Regions from separate parts of the Mus musculus genome. Here region 2 is linked to region 1. The links are chromatin contacts, called in public HiChIP or PLAC-seq maps. All regions are on one chromosome and are shown on one strand. The core of a region is the stretch at or near the end of the contact, and the rest is flanking DNA. Distances in the headings are between cores, read along the strand shown.

The links. HiChIP or PLAC-seq counts read pairs in DNA pulled down with a chosen protein or histone mark.
Region 2: a contact with region 1 is called in an H3K27ac HiChIP or PLAC-seq map of embryonic stem cells, with 5 read pairs. The contact joins the promoter of C230072F16Rik here to the enhancer-like site in region 1. A contact is called at or near these places in 1 of 15 datasets of contacts at CTCF or cohesin (the NIH/3T3 cell line), 3 of 115 datasets of contacts at active chromatin or transcription factors (cardiomyocytes, embryonic stem cells and vascular smooth muscle cells) and 1 of 9 other capture datasets (adipose tissue).

The regions. Positions count from the first base shown.
Region 1 is chr17:80,632,800-80,640,021 of GRCm38.p6, reverse strand. Map4k3 (mitogen-activated protein kinase kinase kinase kinase 3) reads left to right here. Exons shown (of 34, transcript NM_001290345.1): 13 at 3,224-3,302. Among named protein-coding and RNA genes, the nearest start is that of Cdkl4, 59 kb to the right of the region's middle. Within about 2 kb of position 4,036, at least 17 of the 459 cell types and tissues checked have an H3K27ac peak or open chromatin away from gene starts, as enhancers often do. A contact at or near this core is called in embryonic stem cells, where this site is marked.
Region 2 is chr17:80,892,847-80,899,070 of GRCm38.p6, reverse strand. C230072F16Rik (RIKEN cDNA C230072F16 gene) reads right to left here and starts at 2,278. Exons shown (of 6, transcript NR_131127.1): 1 at 2,114-2,278.

The DNA.
Region 1 (7,222 bases), core at 2,787-5,286:
CCTGAAAGTTAAACTTAATGATGTCATCGCGCCAGAATTCACTTGTCTTGGATCAAGATGATCTAAGATGGGTTAGCTTGCACTCTCCCTAAAACTCCAGACATCAGTGGATTTGACTTAGTGACACATGGTCTGTTGGTGCCGGACGTTGCTAGTAAGTGAGCATAAGCAGATATGGATAATTCATGAAGGGACTTGCTAATGGTCCGACCTTTTTCTAGAAACAGACTGTAGTGGGAATTGACCATGAACCATAGTTAGCCAATCCTTCAGCTAACAGGAGTGACTGGGACCACCATTACTTGCTTTGTAGCAGGTCTTGTCAGACTGAGTTGCTTGTGAGCAGCCGTAGCATGAGAGCAGAAGTCTGACATTATTCTTGGCCTCTTCCTTTAAGTTGCCAATAGCACCCTTGTGAAATCAGAAATGTCCAGTAATGTCATATGTCTCTTTATGTACAAAATTTCCCTCTGGTCACAAAACATTTTGCCAAGCATGGTGGCACTTGTGTATAATCCCAGCATTAATAGGATCACAAGTTCAAAGTCAGTGTTTGCTACATAATGAAATCCTATATGTGTATATAAATAAACAAACAAACTGGCTTATGTTAACTTTATAGTGCTTATATTGTCTGTCTTTCCTTCATTCAGTAAAAACTTCATTTTTATTTGGGTTCATATTTTAAAGGGCCTGTGTTTTGCATTTGTTATGTAATAATAGTCAAATAATAATAATAGTCATAGAACCTATGAATAATAATAACTTGAACCAATATGAGATGACTTGTGAAGGGTAAGATTTTGTATAATTTTCAAGAAGTAATTTTTTAAAATGTCTGCCAAGCATGGTTGTGCAGATCTGTAATCTGAGCAATTGGCAGACAAAAATAAGATGAAAGGTTCAACACTAGGCACCAGCTACATAGAAAGTTTGTGGCTATTCTGAGCTACATTTAATCTTAAAATGAAATAGTTGGGCATGGTTACGCACATATGTAATGCCGACTTTCGAGGCAGAGGCAAAGGAGCAAGGCAGCCAGCCTTGGTAGATACTGTGAATGAGAAGACGGGGTTGGTGAGACAGCACGGTGGTCAGGGTAAGAGCTCCTGCCTCCACACACATCCCATGACAGGAGCGTCCGCACACATAGCAAGCAGGCAAATAAGTAAATAAATATGATTGCTTTAAAGAAAGCAAGAAATAGTTTATTTAACAATAGTTAATACATATTATAAGTTATGTATTTTCATTCTCCAGGTCTCTTAAAAAGTAAAAAACAATAACTTCTGTCCTAATGCATGAAAAGTATTATTTAAAGAGAAAATTGGAAGTTACTCGTTGTTTATTTCAATGCCATTTGGATGGTTCTCCACCATTGCTTTTGTGAACTGTTTCCTCCTGTAGTTACTGACTTGCCACAGCAGGTTTCTGTGGCTGGTCCATGTTACATGTTACATGTTACATGTTACATGTTACATGGATTGAGAACCATCATGCTGGAAAGGTCAAGTTTAAGTGCTGTTCCTTGTTTGAGAATGTGTGCCTGTGGCCTCTGTTCCCCAGCAGCTGGCCTTCCTCAGACTCAGAACTCGTGCTGCCTGCTGCCTGCCTGCCCCATCTCTTCCTTGTTGCTTTAGAGCAGCTTGTGCCCAGTGTGACCCCCTCCGCTTTCACTTCAGGAGCCGTGTCACGACAGTTCTTTCTCTCAGCAATCTCTTTCTGTGTGCACTATTGTGGGGGAGGCTCTCTTGCACAACCGTCAGTCAGTACGTGGGAGTGGAAGATGCCATTGAGGCTTTGGGCCGTCTCTGTTCTCCATGCTGGGAATAGTAAGGCCTCAGGACTGCCTCTCTTCATCTAATCAAGTAATACCGGGAAGCTGATTCCAGACATGCTGGAGAGTCATTCCCAGAGGGTTTCCTTACGCCATAAGTTTTATTCTTTTGCTACTTTGAGCCTTCAGCAGCTCTCACACTGGGGTATACAGAGTAAGCTTTCAAAAGCAGCATCTATGAACAACCCCTTTAAAATCACACCATCCTTATTGACTTATCTTTTGCTAGTGGAAATGATAATGGCGTATCTAAAGTCCAGAGAGACTAAGATGGAATGAAGACCATGCTTTTAATGAACGTGGGGGGTGGGACGGTTCTGAGAGAGAAAAGCTAGAGTTGACAGAAACGTGAATGATAGATATCATTGTGAACAGTCTTACTTCAGTCAGTCTAGTTCATATGAAAAAATGAAACATGTCATTATCTCCTGTCATCTGCAAGTGAATGTGTACTTAATGTCATTTCAAAATTCTGTAAGCCAAAGCATAAGCTGTAAAATCCACCTGAGGCCCAGCTAGATGGACGGATGGCTCAGTGGGCACTCACTTGTCCCCCACGGACAGCCTGCGTTCCATCCCTGGGACCTGCATGGTGGGAGGAGAGAACCGGCTCTCCTAGGCTGGCCTCTGACCTCCACACCAGTGTGCGCCTCCGGCCCGTTATTATGAGACGCTGTGCAGATCTTCATAGCTATGCCTTTTATTTTCCCTTCATTCTTTCATTTCAAGGAAGTCTCACAAAACTATCCAGGCTGACCTTCATCACCTGGGGTCAATCTTTCTGCCTCAGCCCCCACCCCCAGACTAGCTGGAACTATAGGTGTCCCCCCACTGCTCTGGCTTCTCTGCCTGGGTATAACTTGTTCATTCTTATAAAATGGACTGTGCATGTCTATGGTGCTGCAAATAAACAGAACATGGCTTAATTCTATATTTCACTCAATCACAGGAGCATGTTCTACCAGAATAAAAAAGCAATTTGCTTTAACTGGATAACTTAACATATTCTTATTTGTGCCTTCATAGTTGGACTGATACTGCGATTAACATTTTAAATGAAACGTTGCTTTAATTTTCATTTTTGTCAAACATTTCATTTATCCTTGCATAATTTTGTAGATAGAACTGTGACTTAAGATTATCAAGTATTGGGCTGGTGAGATGGCTCAGTGGGTAAGAGCACCCGACTGCTCTTCCAAAGGTCAGGAGTTCAAATCCCAGCAACCACATGGTGGCTCACAACCATCTGTAACGAGATCTGACGCCCTCTTCTGGAGTGTCTGAAGACAGCTACAGTGTACTTAACATATAATAAATAAATAAATATTACCCAAAAAAGATTATCAAGTATTACATATCAATAGTTTTGGTTTTGTTTTTTTTAAGCCTCTTGTTGCCGTACCACATAGAATTCCTTCAACGAGTAGAAATGTGAGAGAAGAAAAAACACGCTCAGAGATAAACTGTGAGTACAGACTCTTTACCATCTGTAAGTCAGTGACCAAAATGAGATTTTAAACTGTAGTTTAGTTAGAATTACTATCTTTTTAATTTTTAAGGTATGTAAACACAGTTATATGTAAAGTTTAATGAGGACTATATGGATTCTCTCGATCCCTCTGGAACTTTGGGTAACAAGAATTAAACGTGTCACACTTGAAGGAAAAGTAAGGCGTCAGCCTAGGGAAGGTGGATGGCATCATGGGAATGCTCCTTTGCTGCTGCTAAATCCTTGTAAGTGGCCTAGAGACCTTGTTAAGTGCAGCCTGTGGGTCAGTAGAGAGGGCTAGAGCGTCCTCTGACACTCTGTGTGTGCATGCGCCTGTGCTAAGGGGCCACTCTGGGTGTGAGCTTTAGAAAGAAATCTGCAAACCAGCTGTGAAACCACCTGGGACTTAAAAGTCGTTTCTCAGGCTTCACCCATCCAGAACCTGCTTGAAGGGCTGGTCTTGGCCCTGGATAAGGAGATACCTGTAGCCTAGCTTTTCTGAGGCTTCTAGGTGTACTCTTTATGGGTAGGGACAGATAAAATTATCATATTCTTCAAGTGTAGAGGGAACCACTGGATCCAAGCCTCCACTTTCAGTCATTTGGCTTTGAAGTCTGACTCACTGTTTTCTTGAATGTTTAAGGTGTGTCTTACTTGGGGTTTCTATTGTTGTGATAAAATACCACGGTGTGATTGTTTCAGGTGTGTCTTAATGGGAGCTTCTATTGTTGTGCTAAAATACCATGGCTGGGAATGTTTCAGGTGTGTCTTACTTGGGGTTTCTATTGCTGTGCTAAAACACTATGACAAAAAGCAACTTGGAGAGGAAAGGGTTTGTTTTTATTTCATCTTTGTAGGCCATCATTTAAGAAAGGCACTTGACAAGACCTCCAGGTAGGGCAAAAGCTGATGCAGAGGCCATGGAGGTATACTGCTTACTGGCTTGCTCCTCAGGGCTTGCTCAGCCTGGCTTTCTTGTGGAACCCAGGACCATTCTCTCAGGGTGGTACCACTCACTGTGAGGTAGGCCCCCTCATCAATCATCAATCCAGAAAATCTCCACATGCTTGCCCACAAGCCAGTCTGGTGGGGCATTTTCTTAATTAAGGTTCCCTCCCACCAGATGACTCTAGCTTGTTCAAGTTGACAAAATAAAATTGTGTAGGGTGTTTTATGATTATGTATGAAGTTTGCCATACAGAAGTGTTCCATGATGTTACCTATACCGAGAGGCATTGGAACAATGATTAGGGTAATTTCTCCTTCCTATGTTATGTTTCCAGCTGCCTGGTTTTTCTTCGTATGACCAGTTCTTAACTAAACGGTGTTCAGACAACAGTGTAGAAAGGCTGTATGTTGCCTTTGGTTTTAGGAAGCCCCCGCTGCCTTGAGCTAAATGTCTTCTATCACCTTTCCAGACTCTTCATAGCCTCACATTATAGGATTGGCATTGATTTGTTAGTGGCTTTGGGGAGGGTTAGCTGTCTTGGAGAAACTAAGAATGTTTCCCCTGGATAATAAGATGGAAATTGGGGCTAGTGAGATGGCTCAGCGGTTAAGAGCACTGACTGCTCTTCCAAAGGTCCTGAGTTCAAATCCCAGCAACCACATGGTGGCTCACAGCCATCTGTAATGAGATCTGATGCCCTCTTCTGGTGTGTCTGAAGACAGCCACAGTGTACTTATATTAAAAATAAATCTAAAAAAAAAAAAAAAAGACGGAAACTTACAGAGAATGGCTTGTGTAAGTACAAGGAAGTGGTAGAGAAAAACAGATGCGCCTGATAGACGGGTATAAGCAGAGACTTGGCATTAAAAAGTGCAGGCAGTGTTGTATACGGGATGGTCATCAGTCATTTAAACAGGAGCTGGAAGAGACCGGCAGAGGCATGTCTCAGCATCATAGCAGAAGAGCACTGTCAGCGTTGGGTGTGAAGAATGAATCTCTGTGGAGACTCTGCTCTCCTGGGAATATATTCCACTCCATCGAGTACAGGGCCAGAGAGGGCTGCTGGGTATTTTTAATACCTTGCTGAGAGTCATTTGCAATCTTTGATGTAAGATTGTGCATGAGCCGTAATAGAGGGTCCATTCTTGAGCAGTCTACTCCTCCAGAGAATCTTTTGCCATCTGCTCCATTAACAACTGCCAGTGCACACTAGTTAGTACTCAGATACACTCTTCACACAGAGCCAGTGCACACTAGTTAGTACTCAGATACACTCTTCACACAGAGCCAGTGCACACTAGTTAGTACTCAGATACACTCTTCACACAGAGCCAGTGCACACTAGTTAGTACTCAGATACACTCTTCACACAGAGCCAGTGCACACTAGTTAGTACTCAGATACACTCTTCACACAGAGCCAGTGCACACTAGTTAGTACTGATACACTCTTCACACAGAGCCAGTGCACACTAGTTAGTACTCAGATACACTCTTCACACAGAGCCAGTGCACACTAGTTAGTACTCAGATACACTCTTCACACAGAGCCAGTGCACACTAGTTAGTACTCAGATACACTCTTCACACAGAGCCAGTGCACACTAGTTAGTACTCAGATACGCTCTTCACACAGAGCCAGTGCACACTAGTTAGTACTCAGATACGCTCTTCACACAGAGCCAGTGCACACTAGTTAGTACTGATACACTCTTCACACAGAGCCAGTGCACACTAGTTAGTACTCAGATACGCTCTTCACACAGAGCCAGTGCACACTAGTTAGTACTCAGATACGCTCTTCACACAGAGCCAGTGCACACTAGTTAGTACTCAGATACGCTCTTCACACAGAGCCAGTGCACACTAGTTAGTACTCAGATACACTCTTCACACAGAGCCAGTGCACACTAGTTAGTACTCAGATACACTCTTCACACAGAGCCAGTGCACACTAGTTAGTACTCAGATACACTCTTCACACAGAGCCAGGATGCAGAGAACTGTTTCTCTGCACTTTAAAACCCATGCCTTCTATTGTCAAAGATTCAAGTCTCTTGGTTTAGTTGTTACTAGAAAAGTTGAAAAGATGTATTTTTTGTTTTCTATATCTGGGTGTTGACCTGAATGTACGTGAGCCATGTGCATGCAGTGCCCTGCAGTGGGGGGGAAAGGAACCAGCGTGTTCCTCAACTAGCCCCTGACAGGCCACAGGGCTCCCGCCAGGCGATCTCACTTGTGTCTCTCACCCTACAACTCTCTGCCCCATGGGGTCTCAGGGCTCCTGCCAGGACATCTCTCTGGTGCTCCCCACCCCCCCCCCCAGTTCCTCTCACTACCACCACACCCCATGGACATCCATCTCAACACCTAATTACCCGGTAGAATTAAACTCTTTAAGCTTTTAGTTAACCAATCAGATTTATGTATCAACAAAATCACAATTTACAAGGTGCCAATACAATAATTTCAGAGCCAATTGAATATGATAAAAGCTTTATCCCAATATTTCTAACCTTGTGAAATCATATCTACTTGTGGCTGGTAATTGCCACGCGAGTTAACATGGGTTAACATCCGCAGCCATCTTCCTTCCTGCTCCCCTCTGAGCACTCTGTCTCTCTGCAACTCTTAGCCCCGCCTCCATTACCCCTGTCCAATCACAGACCTCCTCTGCACTAATGTAATAGGACAGGGAAAATCCTGCAACAGTGCCCATGGAGGCCAGAAGAGGGCATCCGATCCCCCTGGAACTGTCATTAACAGATGGTCATAAGCCACCCTGTGGGAGCTAGGAACCAAACCCAGGTCCACTGGAAGAGGAAACTCTGCTCTTAATGACTAAGCCATCTTTCCTGCCCTATTATTTACACTTTATATGTAAAGTTAAAATCAAATTTTTTAGTAATTATGTTATAGACCAGTTCTTTCCCTCACTTTAGTTGACA
Region 2 (6,224 bases), core at 1,029-3,528, 260 kb before region 1:
GGCTGGCTTACAGTGCAGAGGTTTAGTCCATTATCATCATGGCAGGAATCATGGTGGCACACAGGCAGAAATGGTGGTGGAGAACCTGCAGAGAGTTCTACTTCTTGATCGATCGGCAGGCAGCAAGAAGAGAGGGTGACACTGGGCATGGCTTGAGCTTCTGAAACCCCAAAGCCCACCCTCTGGTGATATACTTTCTACAAGGTCACACCTCCCAATAGTGCCACTTTCTATGATTGTACGGGGTGGGGCTGGGGAAGTATTTTCACTCAAACCATCACATGGCTCTTCCAGCCATAAACAGCAAGCCAGACAGGGATGTTAAAGTACATAATCCTTTTAAATATTCACATTCTTTGCTTATGTAAATTGTCGCTTTGTCTTTAAGATCACATAATGCATGTTAATGCATGAGGAGTTAAAGTGTGCACACAGAACCCCAGACCCAGCCAGTGGAGAGAATAAGACCAAGGGAGGGAGCCAAAGCTGCCGTGAGATCCCACCCGCGTAGAACTATCAGCCATAAGAAAGCAAGGTGTAACTCAACAGCAATAGAATGAAAACTTGGAAAGAAATTCTACTTTGTAGGCCCAGCCCTCTCGAACTCCCCCAAGTAGGGTGTAGGTCACCACCTCTCTGCTTTCTTGGCAAGCCGCTTCCAGCTTTATAAAGTGCAAATTTCTCTACCTCCCCATGAAGTCTTCTCCATGAGGCTCTTAGAATCCTGTGTGCACCATATACTTACCTGCCACATTCAGCCAGTTATTTTGCATGTCAACCCTGCCCAGTAGATTGCTAGAGCCATAAGGACTGGAACAGCATTTTATTCAGCTTTGCAGTCTAGCAAATGCCGGGCCTGGCACACAAAAGCTGCTCAATGCAGCTAGTTTGTTACTAATTAAGTGAGGTTGAAAGCACCAAGTTCCCAACGCTTTGTCTAGCTGCCTTTTAAATAGGCTAAAAGCTTCTAATGTCATTTGGTATCTGACACCAGCTTTCTAAAATTTCTCTTAAAATATCTACAAATCTGAAGGAGGTAAATAAAAAAAAAATCTTAAAAACTTAGATACGTTAATTAGCTACCTGGCTAATGGAACTGTGCTAAAGAATGCAATTGACAAAAGCCTTGTGTCAGCCTCGTCACTGGAAGCTCCTCTGAAAAGAGGTACAAAGGCCATTACATTTCTTGGAACCTGGATGGATGGGTGCCTGTATGGAATCTCTCACACCCTACAAACTAGTCGCTTCCCCTTGTTGTTTAAACACTGGTTTTAGGTTGCCAGAATATCGCTACTTGTCTTCTCCGATTTGTGAATATCCAGCTTATAAATTTTGAGAATAAAAAACCAAAGCAAACGGAGTGAATACTATAATCAAAGACATAAATGAAAAAAATTACTAATTATACAATTATGCCTCAATTATTGGCATCTAAAAAGCCCACAAGGTTTCCAAGAAAACACACACACACACACATACACACACAAGTCTACATACCTAAGTGTATTCTTGAAAGGAATTTTAATATGAACATAAATAAAAACTAGACAAGCATCTATACAGCTTTAAAAATAATTGCATATAGAGCTGGAGGGATGACTCAGTGGTTAAGAGGGCTTGCTGCTCTTGCAAAGGACCAAGAGTTCAGTTCCAAGCACTCAAATTCATTGAGTCACAACAACTGGAGACACCAGCCCCAGGGGAGCCAAACCCCTCTTCTGACCTCCAAGGGCATCAACACACACACACAATATAGTGTAACTTTAATTGCAAATAAAAAGAGAAAATAAAGATATTCTCCTTGGATTATATATTGGAGAGAAATTAAGAAAATGAAAAAAACTTTAAGAAGCAAATTTGCTTTTGGTCACAATAGAAATTAAACTAGAATGCCTTTATAGTATTGCCTTTGAGGAGCAACAAGGTGACTTCTATCAAAACACCTTTTACAATAGATGACATATATCATACATAGTACAAGAAGATTGCATATCTTGACTGCCCTGGAATTTTTCTTATGGATAGATACCCTTAAATTCATTATTCTCCAAGGCTACACCTGAAATAAGTATCAGAAGGGAGTCCCTGTACTACTCCTGGACATTCCTCTTACCTTAGGTCTTGTTGCCTTCAAAATCCATAAATTCCAAGTTCCCTTGGGTTGGAATTTCTCTGGTCGAAGTAGATAAGGATTCTTTTAAGACCCTGGTCAACTGGTGTGTGAGCAGACTTCTGTAAGAAAACACCACAAGTCTTGGCCTATTGTTGACTACTTTTTGTCTATTTGTCCCTTAGCAACAGGTCTCAACTGAACAACTCCTAAACGACTCCTGCTGAGAGGCTGAGGCTGAGCCAGTGAATGGCTGTGCCTGGGTGAGATTAGTTCACTTAGTAGTCTGGAGACAGGCTTAAAACATTGGGTTCCAGTCACATCTGCTACCTATCTCTCCCACCTCCTAGCCTCTGTCCCATTCGGCCCATGTGGAATATGGTCATGGTGTTTGCAGGTCCCTGGGCTGCCTGATTATCTGATCCACAACAGCCACAGATCACTCTCACATGTGAATAGGAACAAGGTATCTCTTAATGAAGTCACAAGCTACTTCCTCCCTGCTTTCAGAGGGACCAATTTATACAGAAGCTTTTTCTTTCCTTGAAAGACATGCAAGAAGGCAGACAACATCTTGAAATTTTAATGACTCCCTCTAAAGCTCTAATCTCAGCAGGAATCCGATCTAAGTGTAGAGAAACAAGAGGTGACTATTAAAATCACATGATTCAGAAAGCAGGGCAAGGATTGTTGAGTCTTGTGCCCCTAACAGGAAAGACCTCATATGCCACACTTATACTCCTCATTGGAATGTCAGCCTCAAGCAATGGCCTATTTCTGGTACCAAATAAATATGGTTTCCCACTTGTAAAAGACAAAAACCCAACTATCTAGGGGGTGATTTTATTGGATTTTGTGATGGGAAAAGTCAAGAGTAAGACTTCAGGCATAGCTGGATCAAGGATCTCATATCATTAACCATGGTTTATTCTTTTCCCATGCTCTTTCCCTAAAGCTAGATGCCTTGGTTACTTTTCAATTGCAACAAAGAGACATCATGACCAAGGCAGCTTATAGAAAAAGGAGTTTATTGGGAGCTTACAAATTCAAAGGGTGAGTCCATGACCATTATAGAGGGAGCATGGCAGCAGACAGAGAGGCATAACATCAGAGCAGTAGATAGGAGTTCACATCTGATCTACAAACAAGAAGTGGAAAGAGATCTAACTGGAAATGGTATGGAATTTTGAAATCTCAAAGCCGCCACAGTGACACAACTGCCATACCTCCTAATCTTTTCCAAACAGGTCCACTAGGAATCAAGTATTAAAATATATGAACCATTGAGGGCCATTCTCATTTGAATCACTTGTCTAGATATCTGACTACAGATTCTGTCTCTATGTCTTTTTTCTGTCCTTTGTTGCTTAATTTTATTTATCCTCATTCTCTCCATTAAAAATAGGCTCTGTTTAAATGACAGGAAATAGAGCCACTGGTAGGCCAACCCTACATCCCCATGGCTCACATTCCATACAAGGATTTGATTGGCCCTACTTGTACATCTACACTTTTGATAAGTCATTTCAGATCATCATGATTAACTAGGCCAGGGATTTTTTTCAACTTGGAAACAATAATTACTGCAAAACAAAGACAAAAACTATAGAGCAGCATAATTCTTTTCTCAAATTTTAAGGATTTCTGTATTTTAAAACTTAATACAGGCTGAAGGTCCAGCTCACATGGCAGCATGATTATGTAGCATTCATGAATCCCTTAGTTCAAACCCTAGGGCCACATAAACCAGGCACCGTGGCCCACGCTGCTAATCCTACTACTGGAGTAGTAGACACCAGTTCAAGATCATTCTAGTCTACACAGTAAGTTCCAGACAAACTGGGGTTACTTGACACCCTGTCTCATGAAAGAAAATTATTGAAAAGGTTGGAAGCACCTGAGTAAGACTCGTCTTTGCTCCCATGGCCTCCATATTCAAATGCACATACATGCAAGTGCACATACACACACCTCCATACTCATACCCATACATACATACTTACATACATACATACACACCCTCCATACACACACACACACACATACACAAACATACTCATCTATACACACATATACATACACACAGAGAATGTACTTCTAAAACAAAGACAGACCATCCATTTGTGATTCCTGTAAACATACATTTATGTTTATGTATATATTTATACATATATGTGTACACACATCATGACATAACTTTCTTCCCTTGGTTTTGAAAAGGCTCCATGTCCCAGTGTAGGGGAATACCAGAACAGGGAAGCAGGAGTGGGTGGGCTGGTGAGCAACGGGGAAGGGGGATGGCATAGTGGGTTTTCAGAGGGGAAACCAGGAAAGGGGATAACATTTGAAATGTAAATAAAGAAAATATCTAATAAAAACAATAATAAAGTATCCAGTTTAGTCTGCCCAGGCAAACTAAGACATAATCTCATTGACTATAAGATTTTTAACTCCTCCATGCAGTGACAAGGACTGGAATGACAAATGTCCCTCTTTCTTCATCAGACTCATTTCTCACAGTCAGCCATCATTTTTTTTAACTTACTCAACATGTCATTATTGTCTCTATTGTACTTTTTACTGTGTCTTCCCTGGACCATTTTTCTCCCCATCACTGCTCAGGCTAACACCGTCTCATGCATTAAAGGCGGCTGTGCATTCATTCATGAGTTCCATTCATATAGCATTTTATTAGGCTTCTCTTTTATGCCAGGTCATTTGGACTCTACTAGGAACCAGACAGACCCAGTCCCAGTACCCTCAAGGCCCTTTCAGTAACCAGATGGCACATTCAGACTGGCGATTTTAAATGGGTGTAACAAGGGGGTAGTGTAAGAAGTCCTGGGGTGCAGAGAAGCCCCCAGGCTGGAATGGAAGGATAAACTGATAGTAGCGTCTGTGTCGAGGTCACCTGATGGGATACTTGACTTTGAATTATGGCCAAGGCTAGATAGATAGATAGATAGATAGATAGATAGATAGATAGATAGATAGGATATGATTATATATATATACATACATGCATACATACACACACACACATATATAGATAGATAGATAGATAGATAGATAGATAGATAGATAGATAGATAGATAGATAGATAGAGATAGATATATATATATAGAGAGAGAGAGAGATTGCCTTGGGTCCCCACAGGGAGGAACCAGAACAGCAGAGCCCCAAACTCACCCCTGACTCTACAGCCACTGGTGCTTTGTATTGATAAATCCAACCTCGAGCCAGAGGCAGGGACTGCTGGTACCTGGCCGGAGAGAGGGATTAGAAATCTTGTGCGAAGTTGCAGAGATGGGCCGAAGCACTGGTTCAGCTGCCCAGCAAAAGCTGCTACTTGGTATGCTAAAACACTTCTCAAGACAGACCTTTCTCAAGAACAATAATGTGGATAGGCTAAGAAGAGAACAGTTAGGTAAAGGAGACATGGAATGCTAAGCCTTCAGGAAACAGGAATAAGGGAAGAGTACTTCATTTGCTGTATGATCTGAGAGCAGTGGTTCTCAACCTTCTTAACGCTGTGACCCTTTAATACAGTTCCTTACGTTGTGGTGACCCCCAACCATAAAATTATTTTCACTGCTACTTCATAACTGTAATTATGCTATTATTGTGAATCATAATGTAAAGCTCTGTGATTTTCAGTGGTCTGAGGCAACCTCTGTGAAAAGGTGGTTAGACCCTCCAAATGTCACAACCCGCAGGTTGGGAACTGTCTTATTCTTTCTAAGGAACTGACTCTTAAGCTGAAGAAGTCTAGAGAAGAGGCTGCTGTGTAATGAGAAGCACTGGGCTTTGGGGTAATGCAAAGGGAGGACCTAAGGCAAGCCTGGTGGGTTCAAGGACACCCATCCATTGTTTCTATGACTCGAGACCAAAGTACAAGACAGAAAGTGTTGTGCAATTGCTGGAAAGGTGACAAGTGACAAGAGCCATGGAAGGAACACAACTAGGGGGTTAGGATGAGATGTGCATGTTCCAAAGATGGCTATGGAGAATGGGTAGAGGAGAGCGTGGGATAAGGCAGCAAAGACAAGAGCCCAAGAGACGACTGCAGACGTGACGGAAGACCTGCTGGTGGCTCAAACAAGGCTGGCATGA